Regions from separate parts of the Canis lupus genome. Here region 2 is linked to region 1. Evidence: chromatin contacts called from public Hi-C data. All regions are on one chromosome and are shown on one strand. The core of a region is the stretch at or near the end of the contact, and the rest is flanking DNA. Distances in the headings are between cores, read along the strand shown.

Region 1 (5,940 bases), core at 2,034-4,533:
AGCCTACTTTCTAGCCTCAATCCTCTCTATACTCACATTCCACCGCCACAGCTGCCAAATCTTGCCACACCCCATCCTCTCCCCCAAACCTCCCATCCCCAGTCTGTCCTTCTCCAAGTCTGCTCCCTGCCTCCAAAGTGCAGTTCAAATGCTGCTTCCGTCTCCCTCCCTGAAGCTCTCCCTCACTGTGATCTACCCCGGTTTTTCAGTCCCTGCTAGGGCACTCACTAGACTGCTGGTAGTTCAGAGTTCAGAGCTGCATCCCCAGCACTCTGCTCCAGAGGCAGACCGTGAACCCATGGAGGGCAGGGGCTGGATCTCTCACGTCCATCCTTCATTCCCCCGGCATCTAACAGCGTGCTGAATTTTTCTTTGGCCGTGGTATTATTTTTTGCTATAACTCTGTCTCCTTCGCTAGACTGTAAGCTCCTTGAAGTGAAGGATCAAGTCTTACCAATCCTGCCACGCCACTTAGCACCAAGCAGAGGACTTTGCAAATAAAACAAACAAAAACGTCTGTTGCATTGAATGAGCACCTGGAATGAGCTCAAACCTCAAACGGCAAGTGTAAATAACTACCTGATATATATATATATATACATACATACGTATGTATGTATTTGTGTGTGTGTGTGTGTGTATATATATATATATATATATATATTTTTTTTTTTTTTCCCCCCAAACCAAGATTTCTCTATCGCAGGCCTACATTAACCCCAGGTCCTTGTCAGCTCAGTACAGGGCTGCAGATGGTACAAGGTGAAGGTTACAGAGAGGCATGAGGCATACGGTCTTTCCAGAAGAGTGGGAATATGACAGTTATACAGGTGGCTACTTGGCCTGAGCAAATTCCATTTCTTAAGCCCCAGGAAGGACACTAGTCCAAGCCCCCAAACTGGCCCAGGAGGCTGCTGACAGGAAGACCTCCACAGACCATGCAGTTGCCATCTGCCGGCTCCTGAACCCCCAGAAGCATCAGAATCAGACAGGATTCTGAGACTGGTAGGGCCCCCACCCCATCATTCTCCTCTCACAGGGTGTGGTTTATTGCATAGGGAAGCTCCTTGAGAGGGTCACCTCAGGAATCCTGGCAAATACAGACTGAAATCCTTCCAAGAGAAGGCAAATAGGCCAAAGATCAACCTGTAGTCGGGAGGGAGGAAAACCTGAGTGTTCCAGGTGGCCTCTTCTGCCAGTGTTCCCCTTTCTCTCTCTCTTTTTAAGATTTTACTTATTCATGAGAAACAGAGAGAGAGAGAGAGAGGCAGAGACACAGGCAGAGGGAGAAGCAGGCTCCATGCAGGGAGCCCGACGCGGACTCCATCCCAGGACCCCAGGATCACTTGGGGCAGGCGCTAAACTGCTGAGCCACACAGGGATCCCCACATTCCCTTTTCTCAATCCCACATATGGGCAAGGGAGGTTAGGAGGCTGACGGCTCCTTCATTTCATTCTTCTACTAAACGTTTATAGAGCCACAGAACTTTCTAATTTCTAGCTGTGTAATCCCTTGCCTCTGAAATATTTCCTCATCTATAGAACAAAGATAATGATCTTTGCTCTGCCTCCCTGGTAGGGCAGGTTCAAGTGAGTAGGCGCATTTGAAAGACCTTTCCTCTTTTTTTTTTTTTTTTTTAAGATTTAAAATTTTTTAAAAAAGTAATCTCTACACCCAACTGTGGGGCTTGAATTTACAACCCGGAGGTCAAGAGTGGCATGCAGTAGGGACTGGTCCAGCCAGGCGCCCCTCCAAGGAGCTTTCTAAACTGAGAGGCCCTATGGTATGATTGTTACATTAGCTGCTCCAACCCTCTAATTTTCCAGATAAGGAAACCCAAGCTCAGGAAGATCACATGGTAGCAGTAAGAATAAGAACCCAGGTCTTCTGACCTCAGGTCTTACTACACACTATCTTGCTGGTATGAACCCTGTATTTTTTTTTTAAGATTTTATTTATTTATTAATGAGAGAGAGAGAGAGAGAGAGGCAGAGACACAGGCAGAGGGAGAAGCAGGCTCCATGCAGGGAGCCCGACATGGGACTCGATCCCTGATCCCCGGTCTCCAGGATCACACCCTGGGCTGAAGGCGGCGCTAAACCGCTGAGCCACCCGGGCTGCCCATAATGGACTCTTTTTTTAAAAAGATTGTATTTATTTGAGAGACTGAAAGAGAGCGCAGGAGCGGGGAGGGGCGGGGGCGGGGGCGGGGGGAGAAGCAGGCTCCCCGCCGAGCGCGGCTCGATCCCAGGACCCTGGGGCCGTGACCTGGGCTGCAGGCGGCCGCCCCTGGACCCCCCGTTCCTCCTCTCGGGCTTGTATTACGAAGAGCTTCCTTGAAGTCTTAGGTTAACGAAGAAGAGGGTTCCTGGGCGGCGTGAGAGGCGGAGTAGTCGCGACAACCTTCCGGGTCCCTCCCAGGTGGAGGCCCCGCACCTCGCAGCAGGTGCAGAGGGTCCAGGAGGGTCCAGGAGGGGCGGCGGGGGAAGGGCAGGCTCCAGTTTCGGGGGGGGGGCGCTCCCCGGCCCGCGCCCCGAGACATGCCAGGGAGGGACGGCAGGAGGACGCCCTCCCGGGCCGTGCGGAGGCCAGAAGCCCCGCTTCCCGCCCCAGAAGCCATTCTCTCCGCCAGAGCAGTTCTGTTTATTTTGCTAAACTGTAACATTTCCCAGGCCGCCGACCGGCCCCGGGCCGCCGAATGGCCCCTTGGGAAAAGTAGTCCGACTCGGCTTCCAGGTTAAGTTCGCCCCCCCTCGCCCGCCGGCGCCCCTCGTCCTCGGGAACTCTGAATCGCACGGAGTCCCACAAACACCCCGAAACTTGAAGTCGCGGCCGCCCCTGTCATCAGGTGTCCCGCGTCCCGGAGAGGCGTGGGAATCAAAGACTACACCTCCCAGCGGCCCCCGCGCGTCTCAGTGCGCAGGCGTAGCCGCGCCTAGCTCCCCTCCCCCCTCCTCCAACTGCTCCCCTCGGTCCGTTCCCGTATTCCCCCCATCAGTTCTAATGTCCCCTCTGCCTCTCCGGCTCTTCACACTCACCGCGGACTCGCGGCGTCGGGTACAGCCGCTGCGCCTTCTCCAGGAAGCGGAGCGCCCGGTCGGGCTGGTTGCTCTGGATGGCCTTGAGGGCGATGCTAATACAGCGCTCGGCTTCATCCTTGTTGGATTCCATGGCGGAACCAGAGCGCGGAACCAGGGAGGGGGAGGCCGGGCGAGCGGAGGGCTGCGCCAGCCGCCGGCACGTCGCGGGGCAGGCGGGCGCAGGGTGATGACACAAACCCCCTCGCCCCTCCTTTCCCGAGATTTGAGCGAGAGTTGAGCGAGGGCGGAAGTGCTACCGTATGTCTCCTAAGAGGGGCGCGGCTAGGAGAGGTATTGCCGAGGGTGCGTGCCCAACCATCCTGGGTCATGCTGGGGCCCCTGAAGTGGACCATGTGCTTGCGCGTTCTTGGAAGTGACTCTGTGGCCTTGAGCCGAAGGTCATTTATCGATTTCGTCCAACAGGCATTTGCCAGGCTGGGTGTGCGCAGTGGTGAGCACCACGGAGCCCTGCCCTCATAGAACTTACGCTCTGGTTGGGGGGCGGGAGATGGAGATGCTCAGGTGGGGACAGGTGCTGTGAAGAAAATGAAGGGACTAGAGAGCGGGAGGTGCTATTTTAAGTAGGCTGATGAGAAAAATCTCTCAGAAGTTGGCATTCTAGGGATCCCTGGGTGGCGCAGCGGTTTGGCCCCTGCCTTTGGCCCAGGGCACGATCCTGGAGACCCGGGATCGAATCCCACGTCGGGCTCCCGGTGCATGGAGCCTGCTTCTCCCTCTGCCTGTGTCTCTGCCTCTCTCTCTCTCTCTGTGTGACTATCATAAATAAAATAAACTGAAACTTAAAAAAAAAAAAAAGTTGGCATTCTAAAAAAAGAAAAAAAAAGAAGTTGGCATTCTAACAGAAATCTGAATCCAGGACAAAGAGCGGGTATTCCAGATACGACTTTATTTATTTATTTTTCTTTTTTTTAAGATTTGATTTCCTTATTAGAGAGAGAGAGCGCACAAGCAGGGGAGCAGGGCAGAGGGACAAGAAGGTCCCCCCCCTCCACCCCCGAGCAGGGAGGCTGATGGATGGGGGCTCCTTGCCGGGGCCCCAGGATCGTCACCCGAGCCAAAGGCGGTTGCTTAGCCGACTGAGCCACCCAGGCGCCGCCCTCCTCCCCCCCCCCCCCCCATGGGACCGTTTGCAGGGAGGGGTGGTCCAGGCTGGAGGAAGAGCTTGCAAAGGCTCTAGTCCTGGGAACTTTCTCGATGAGTTACTACTGGATCCCCCCCGGAGAAGCATGCGGGCTTACCCTGGAGAGCGGAATTGGCCACCGCTCCAGTGAAAGCCGCCCCGGCCGGGTTCCCGGCCCGCGTCGCCAGCTCGGCTGGTCGGGTCTCAGCCCCTCTCTGGGGCTTTCCCGCAGGATGTGGGAAGAGGCCCCCTGCTCTAACCCAGGCGGGGATGAAGGGTAACTCGGATGATCAGGGCGACGGCGGCAGTGGTGAGTAGTCGTCGACCTCTAGATGTGGTTTTGCAGACACACGTCAGAATGAGTTTGTTCACTGCTGGATGGGATGTGGGACTGAGGAAGAGGGCTGTCGAGCCTGATTTCAGGCTTTGGGGCTGGGCAGTGAAGGAACAAAGCCCGCCTTTACTGCAGCAAGAGAAGCTGGGGGAAGCCGGAGAGGAGTTTGGTAGAGGGGATAGGAGATGTCTGGTTTAGGGCGTGTTAGGTTTGTGATGCCTTTACTTTTTTTTTTTTTAAGATTTTATTTATTCATGAGAGACAGAGAGAGAAAGAGAGGCAGAGACACAGGCAGAGAGAGAAGCAGGATCCATGCAGGGAGCCTGATGCAGGACTCGATCCCAGGACCCCGGGGTCACACCCCAAGTCCAAGGCAGATGCTCAACCACTGAGCCACCCAGGTGGCTCATTTAGTCATTTAATTAATGATTTAATGATGAAATCACTTAATTGGGCAAGAGATTTTGGTAATGCAGGAGACAGGGGAGACAATTACAGGAGTAGGCGGGGGTAGGGCATCTGGGGCACAAGTGAGGGGACAGCTTTAGATAGCTGTATGGTCGACTCCAGATTTTCAGGAGGGAAGGCAGCGTGGCTCGGTATACTGCAGGCCAGCTGGTAAAATTGGAAGTGGGAACATAAGGAAGTTCTTTTCAAATAGCTTTTATTTTCTCAGTGTAATAAGAAACAGGACATCCTTGGCTCTACAGGCTCACTCCTTGGAAGTCTCTTCACCTCCAGCTTTCCTTTCCGTTCCCACAGTTCCCTTCTTAATGCAAACACTTACAGACCGACCGCCAGCTGGCCTGCCAGAGAATAGCCTGATGGCGGAGGCATCAGCCCCTCTTTTTTTTTTTTAAGATTTTATTTATTTATTCATGAGAGACCCAAAGAGAGAGGCAGAGACAGAGGCAGAGGGAGAAGCAGGCTCCATGCAGAGAGCCCGACGTGGGACTTGACCCTGGGACTCCAGGATCACACCCTGGGTGGAAGGCAGTCGCTCAACTGCTGAGCCACCTGGGCGTCACAGCACTTCCCTAATAAGACAGCCCTACCCTTGGAGAAAAGATCTCCAAAGATTGACCGGTCCCTAACATATGTTAATGAATAAATACTAGGACACCCTTCATCTCGCCTTTGTGAGGTTTGTTGACCTAGGACTGCCAGGCCAATCGTCCCCTCTTCTGCTGAGTATCACGAAGTCTCCTCTTTCGTTTCCTGAGTATCACGGGGCCCCTCTTCTCCGGCCGACCACAGGTGCTTCACTTTGTGAAGGGGGCACTTGTGTAAAAGAAGGCCTGTAAGTTCATTGCATTAAGGGATTGGGCTGTGATTGCCCAGCCGCTGGCTGGCGAGCCCTCTTTTTCTTTCCTGCAACACATAA
Region 2 (5,940 bases), core at 1,072-3,571, 260 kb after region 1:
CTTAAAAAAAAAAAAAAAAAAATCACTCACTAGGGACCCCTGGGTGGCTCAGTGGCTGAGCATCTGCCTTTGGCTCAGGGTGTGATCCTGTTGTCCCAGGATGGAGTCCTGCATCAGGCTCTCCACAGGAAACCTGCTTCTCCCTCTGCCTAGGTCTCTGCCTCTCTTTGTGTGTCTCTTATGAGTAAACACAATCTTAAAAAAAAAAAAAAAAATCACTCACTAAAACTAAAGATTAAAAGTGACCAAATTAGGGGGTGCCTGGTGGCTCAGTAGATTAAGCTTCTGACTCAGGTCTCAGCTCAGGTCTTGATCTCAGGGTCGTGAGTTCAAGCTCCGAGTTGGGCTCCATGCTGGATGGGGAGCCTACTTAAAAAAAAAAAAAAGTGACCAAATTAGGTTTAATAACATTTAGTCCTATAATCCTAAATAATATAAGACCTGAAGGGTCACTTAAATCTTTCAGTTATAGTGTACGTAATATTGCATTATGGGAGAAGTTATATACCATTGTTTATTCTTAAATATAGGAAAATCAGTCTCTGGGGATGTAAAAAGTCTACTGAATACAGTAATTATAAAGGAAGAGAGCAATACACGCTTTTGTTCTGTTGCTTTTGTTAGCTTCTATCATTCTTTCCCTTTCTTCCCAAGCACAGAACCCACTCCTGAATCTTCACTTTCTGTTAGTATTACTCTGTTTTATAATCCTCAGTAAAGACACTTGGAAGGCTTCATTGACACTTTCTTGGCATAATTGATGGCCAGGGTGACGTTCTTTATTTTTTTCTTCAAACTTTTATTTAAACTCTAGTTCACATACACTGCAATACTGGTTTCAGGAGTAGAACTCCGTGATTCATCACTTATATACAACACCCAGCGCTCTTCATAACAAGTGCCCTCCCTAATACCCATCCCTAACTAGCCCATCCCCCACCCACCTCCTTCCAGCAACCCTGTTCTCTTATCTTTCAGAGTCAGAGTGATGTTCCTAAAGTGGAAGAAATAATCACCTATCAAGAGCGACGATACAGAGCAGCTGGAGGCCAGAGCCATCCTCTCACGAACTAATGGCAGGTTCTAAAAAGTTTGTTAAGATAAGGTGATACTCAACAAGCTCATTAACTTGTCCAACACCGGAAAGACAGCATGTAGGTCATCCTGGACAACACCTCTGCCTCAAGATGTGGACGTTTTATTAACTAGTCAGATGGATTAACTTAATTCTAAACCTTAACTCTCCCACGTCTGTCAACCCCAACTTTGTCTGCAAAAAAACTCCTTTCTTCCGCTAGGTCGCAAGCACACATGACCCGAGGGATGCTTCAACATAAAGGTGTATCCAAACCACCCAAAACACTGAAATAAAAACACTGATAAAAGTAACCAAGACAACGGGTCTTTTCCGGGTACCGCGAGGGGAGTATTTTACTGTATTCCCTTAGCCACAGATTGGTTATTCTGTTTACATTTAAAAAGACCTACAATAGTTTTCCGGCGATTGAAAGGAAAAGAAAGCCCAAGACTGCAGGGACAGCAGGTTAAGGCACAGCCTGTTTTGGACTCTTCTCTCAACAGGCACAGGGGCAGTAACGCCCTCGGGGGGCCGGCGTGGGGCGCGGGAGGGCCAGAGCCGGAAGGCGCCCGGAAACATAAAGACTTAGCAGTCCCAGCCGGCTGCGCTCGGTTCTGCTCCTTCGGGTCCCCGCTGATCTTCTACTTTTTTTTTTTTTAAATGCTTACTATTCCCACCAACAAGAGACCTGAGTGTAAACTCCATCACCCACTTCCATCCGCGTCCACCGGTCAAGCCCGCCTGCCGCCGGGGAGAGAGAACGCCGGCGCCCGAGTGACCCCGGCGGCTGCGAACTCGGTCCTGGGACCGAGATCTCCCGGGACAGCGAAAAGGGACGCGGTTAGCTGAAGGGAAGCACGGGAAAAGGGGGCACGGGAAGCAGACGCCACTACGCGCTCCTCGCAGGCCCCTGAGCCGAGAGCGTGAGGGAAGACAGCGCTGCCGCCAGACCCGAAGTCGCCGCATCCCAGAGCCCACAAACGGCCGGCCCGGGAGGTCGGATCCCTCAGGCGGTTTCGCCCTGCCTTTCCTCTCGACTTCCCTAAATGGCTGTCCCTTCACACCCTTCAGAGTCCAGGACTCACCTGTACGCACCCGGGCTGCAGACGCTCTGGGGTCAAAGCCGCCCACCTCTACCGACCATAGAGACGAAACACCAGCGGAGAGAAACCTCCACCTCCGCCGCCCCCTCTCACGTGACTCTCCTAGTCGCTGCGACTGTTGGGATAGTGGCGAGATACGTGTGGGGCGGGGCTCGGAGAATCCGCCCCGCCCCCGGCCTCGGGCCCCGCCCCCGGCCTCGGGCCCCGCCCCCGGCCTCGGGCCCCGCCCCTGCCTCGGCCCACGCCCCGGCCTCGGGCCCCGCCCCCTCGGCTTTAGGCCCCGCCCCGGCCTCGGGCCCCGCCCCCTCGGCTTTAGGCCCCGCCCCGGCCTCGGGCCCCGCCCCCCGACTTCAGGCCCCGCCTCCTCCTCGGACACCGCCCCCGGCTTCAGGCCCCGCCCCCGCCTCGGGCCCCGCCTCCTCGGTGTTAAGGCGGGAAAGCGCGAGGGCTCGCAGAAACTCTGCCTTTCCCTCTAGCACCCAGTTCCCAACACACACAGAGCGTACCCACCAAGTGTCCGTTAAATTGAATTTTTTGTGCCTGCTGCCACGTCGCTGGTACTCATTTACGTGTTGACTAAGTACAAGGGAGACAGTGAAAAGAAAACTGGACCGCAGTAGCTTGAGAATTGTTCCTTTCGAACTGTATCTAGGTTTAGACTTCTAGTAAAATGTCCCCATCTGTGACCTTGAAGCTTCTTTGAATTTAGGAACCTCACCACTTCCTCTACTCTGTGGGTTTTCCAGCTGTTCTCTTTAGTAGTAACACCGTGGGAGAGTTTAGCCGCTAAGCTGCTAAGAATGTGTTTTTCTCCGAAGATGTTGCTGTCTTATTTGGGGATGGAAAAGGATCGTCTCTCCTGCTATGAAAATAGAATACAAATGCTTTGATTATGATACCAGAGGATTTTTCAAATAAAAAATTCCTCTTCAAGGGTTTCCCTGGCAGAGCTGTGAAAAAAAAGGCCACAACCATGGAAACAAAAGGCGTCGGACTGGGGTCAAATCACCGGGTTAAATTGTGAAGGAGCAACTATTTTCTCCCTTTCTTTTCAGATGACACCCTTTCCCCACTAACCTAAGAAAAATCATTGTGGGGATCCCTGGGTGGCGCAATAGCTTAGCGCCTGCCTTCAGCCCAGGGTGTGATCCTGGAGTCCTGGGATCGAGTCCCACGACAGGCTCCCTGCATGGAGCCTGCTTCTCCCTCTGCCTGTGTCTCTGCCTCTGTGTGTGTGTGTGTGTGTGTGTGTGTGTGTGTGTGTGTCTCATGAATAAATAAATGAAATCTTTAAAAAAAAAAAAAAGAAAGAAAAGAAAAAGAAAAATCATTGTGATCCTGACACTGTGCTAGCACTTTACAGACAACCCAATGTTTATTTACAACTACCCGGTGAGATGGATAAATTTGTATTCAATGGCAGGTGGAGAAGTGGGCTAGGACTCTAGGTAATGCAGTCAGTTCTGCTAAGGGAACTAAGTCCTCATCTGAGCACACCAAGGTCTGGACTCTGAAGCAGCATTCTGTTGTCCCCAGATCTACCTGCCACAGTGGTTAAGATGCTTCTCAACTATCAAAATAACCTTCCCATGCATTGAGAGTCTATTCACTGTGAAGTGAAAACTCTGATCAAGAAATCCTTCCCCATTTCTTAGCAGGCACTCATCATGGTATCCTTCCCAGGCAGCATGTCAATGAACTTTCATAATGGACATTTCAAGTTCTGTTATTTACAGATTCTGTTAGATTACAATGGAACAACTTGGGGGTCCCATAGAACCTTAAGTAGAAGCTAAGTCAACCATTTCTCAGAACTAGGAAAAAAGGAAGTTTAATCACCATTACATAAATGTTGAACAAAAATCCATTAATAAGAGTTGGTGTAATTTAATCTAATTTTGGGCAATATTTGTCTATGTAAAACTAAATAATGTGCAAAAACATAAATCACTGGCTCTCCAGCTTGTTGGTCTTTTTAGACCCCTTTACTTTCCTAAGAATTATTGAGGATTCCAAGCAACTTTTGGTTATGTGTACTATACCTATAAATACTTAACATGTTAGAAATTAAAACTTAACATATTAGGAATTAGAATTAATGGGCATTAAAAAATAACAAGCCCATTATATGCTGATATAAATAACATTTTTAGGATAACTATATTTTCAAAAAACGTAGAAGAGCAGTATGATTTTATATTCTTGCAAATTTTTTTAATGTCCAAGTTATAGAAGACAACTAATTTTTGTATCTTTTCTTCATCAATCTGTTTCTTTTTTTTTTTTTTTTTTTTAAGATTTTATTTGCTTATTCTTGAGAGACAGAGACAGGCAGAGACAGAGGCATAGCCTGATGCGGGACTCCATCCCAGGACCCCAGGATCATAACCTGAGCCAAAAGCAGATGCTGAACCACTGAACCACCAAAGTGTCCCTTCATTAATCTGTGTTGATACACATATCGTGTAGCCTCTGGAAGACTCCACTGTACACTCAGAGAATGAGAGTGATAAAGACAAATAACAGCTTATTACTAGGGAAAAAGTCTTGACTTTATGGATCACCAGAAAGAGTTTCAGGAACCTCAGGACTCCTTGGACCACGCTTTGAGAGCTGCTGTTTTATACCATAGACATATCAACTACTATTTTCTTTTTGTCTAGTCGTTGGCAATAAATAAAACATGTAGTAGAAAGAGGAACAAGACAGAAAATTTATAGACTAGATGAATCATAAATGTGGACATTCTTAATTTTTCAAAAGCATAGAGTAAGTTAGAATTCAGGGTTATAACTGAAAACAATTACTTCTGCATTAACAATCAGACCACCAATCCAATACTCTTTCAGACTGCTGCGCAAAGTAGCTCCTCTCGCATGAATGTAGAATATCCCTCACGTGAGTTTGTATTCCATGCACAAACTAGATATTAAGATTCCAATAAAATTTGAAGTCAAAATTCTTGTTCTAAGCATATATCAAATGCCCATTATATGCAAGGCTCATAATAGGTGCTGGGCTTATAAAAATTTATAAGCACAGTTCCTGCCCTTGGGCAGCTTGTTTGTATAATGAGACTTACGTCCTGGAATAAATATATATTTTGTCATATCCAATAATTCCCAAATCAGTTTAATGATCAAAGTCTCAGAATTATCTTGGGAGATTTTTAAAATATAGATTCTTGGATCATGAGATATACAGTTTAAGTAGAACAGGGTGGGGCTCAGGAATTTCAATTTTTAAAAAGTGACCCAGGTGATTCCCATACAATGAGAAATACCTGCAACAAGCAAATGAATTTGACCTTTGTTCCTGGTACCTTAACACCTAAAACATGATAACTTTATTTCATCTTCAATATTTCAATAGTATGTATTGTTGAAAGATCTGTGTTATCAAGAGACAGAATACATATTCAATTTCATTCAGTTAAAATCGAAATTGATGTACTTATTTCAAGCATTTTATAGTTCATTTGCCTTTATCATATAAAAATGGTAATATGACATGTTACCACAGAAGTTTTCAACATATCTCACCACTATTAAAAAGCAAAACATCTTTGCAACAAGCATCTGACTGCAGAAAGTGTTATTTTATACAGTTTGGATTCAATTTATTTAAAATGAATTCAATGAGACATCCCATGTTTCATTACACTTATCTTCAGGGTTCCACAGATTATGTTATAGTATTTCAAAACTTTTGCAGTCTTCCATCACAAATTTACTTTGATGATACATTATATTCCAAAAG

What was found. Hi-C and Micro-C count contacts between places; a contact is called where the count stands out from the background.
Region 2: a Hi-C map of blood shows a contact between it and region 1, with 2.5 times the contacts expected there. The contact joins the promoter of MICU1 here to the promoter of DNAJB12 in region 1. A contact is called at or near these places in 3 of 9 Hi-C or Micro-C datasets (amygdala and blood).

Annotation. Positions count from the first base shown.
Region 1 is chr4:23,714,345-23,720,284 of UU_Cfam_GSD_1.0, forward strand. It overlaps DNAJB12 (dnaJ homolog subfamily B member 12), which reads right to left and starts at 3,284. Exons shown (of 8, transcript XM_038534300.1): 1 at 3,040-3,284. The coding sequence starts at 3,172. LOC111095481 (a long non-coding RNA gene) reads left to right here and starts at 2,712. Exons shown (of 3, transcript XR_005357954.1): 1 at 2,712-3,532. LOC119871471 (a long non-coding RNA gene) reads right to left here. Exons shown (of 2, transcript XR_005357956.1): 2 at 5,204-5,927.
Region 2 is chr4:23,973,690-23,979,629 of UU_Cfam_GSD_1.0, forward strand. It overlaps MICU1 (calcium uptake protein 1, mitochondrial), which reads right to left and starts at 2,322. Exons shown (of 12, transcript XM_038534294.1): 1 at 2,174-2,322.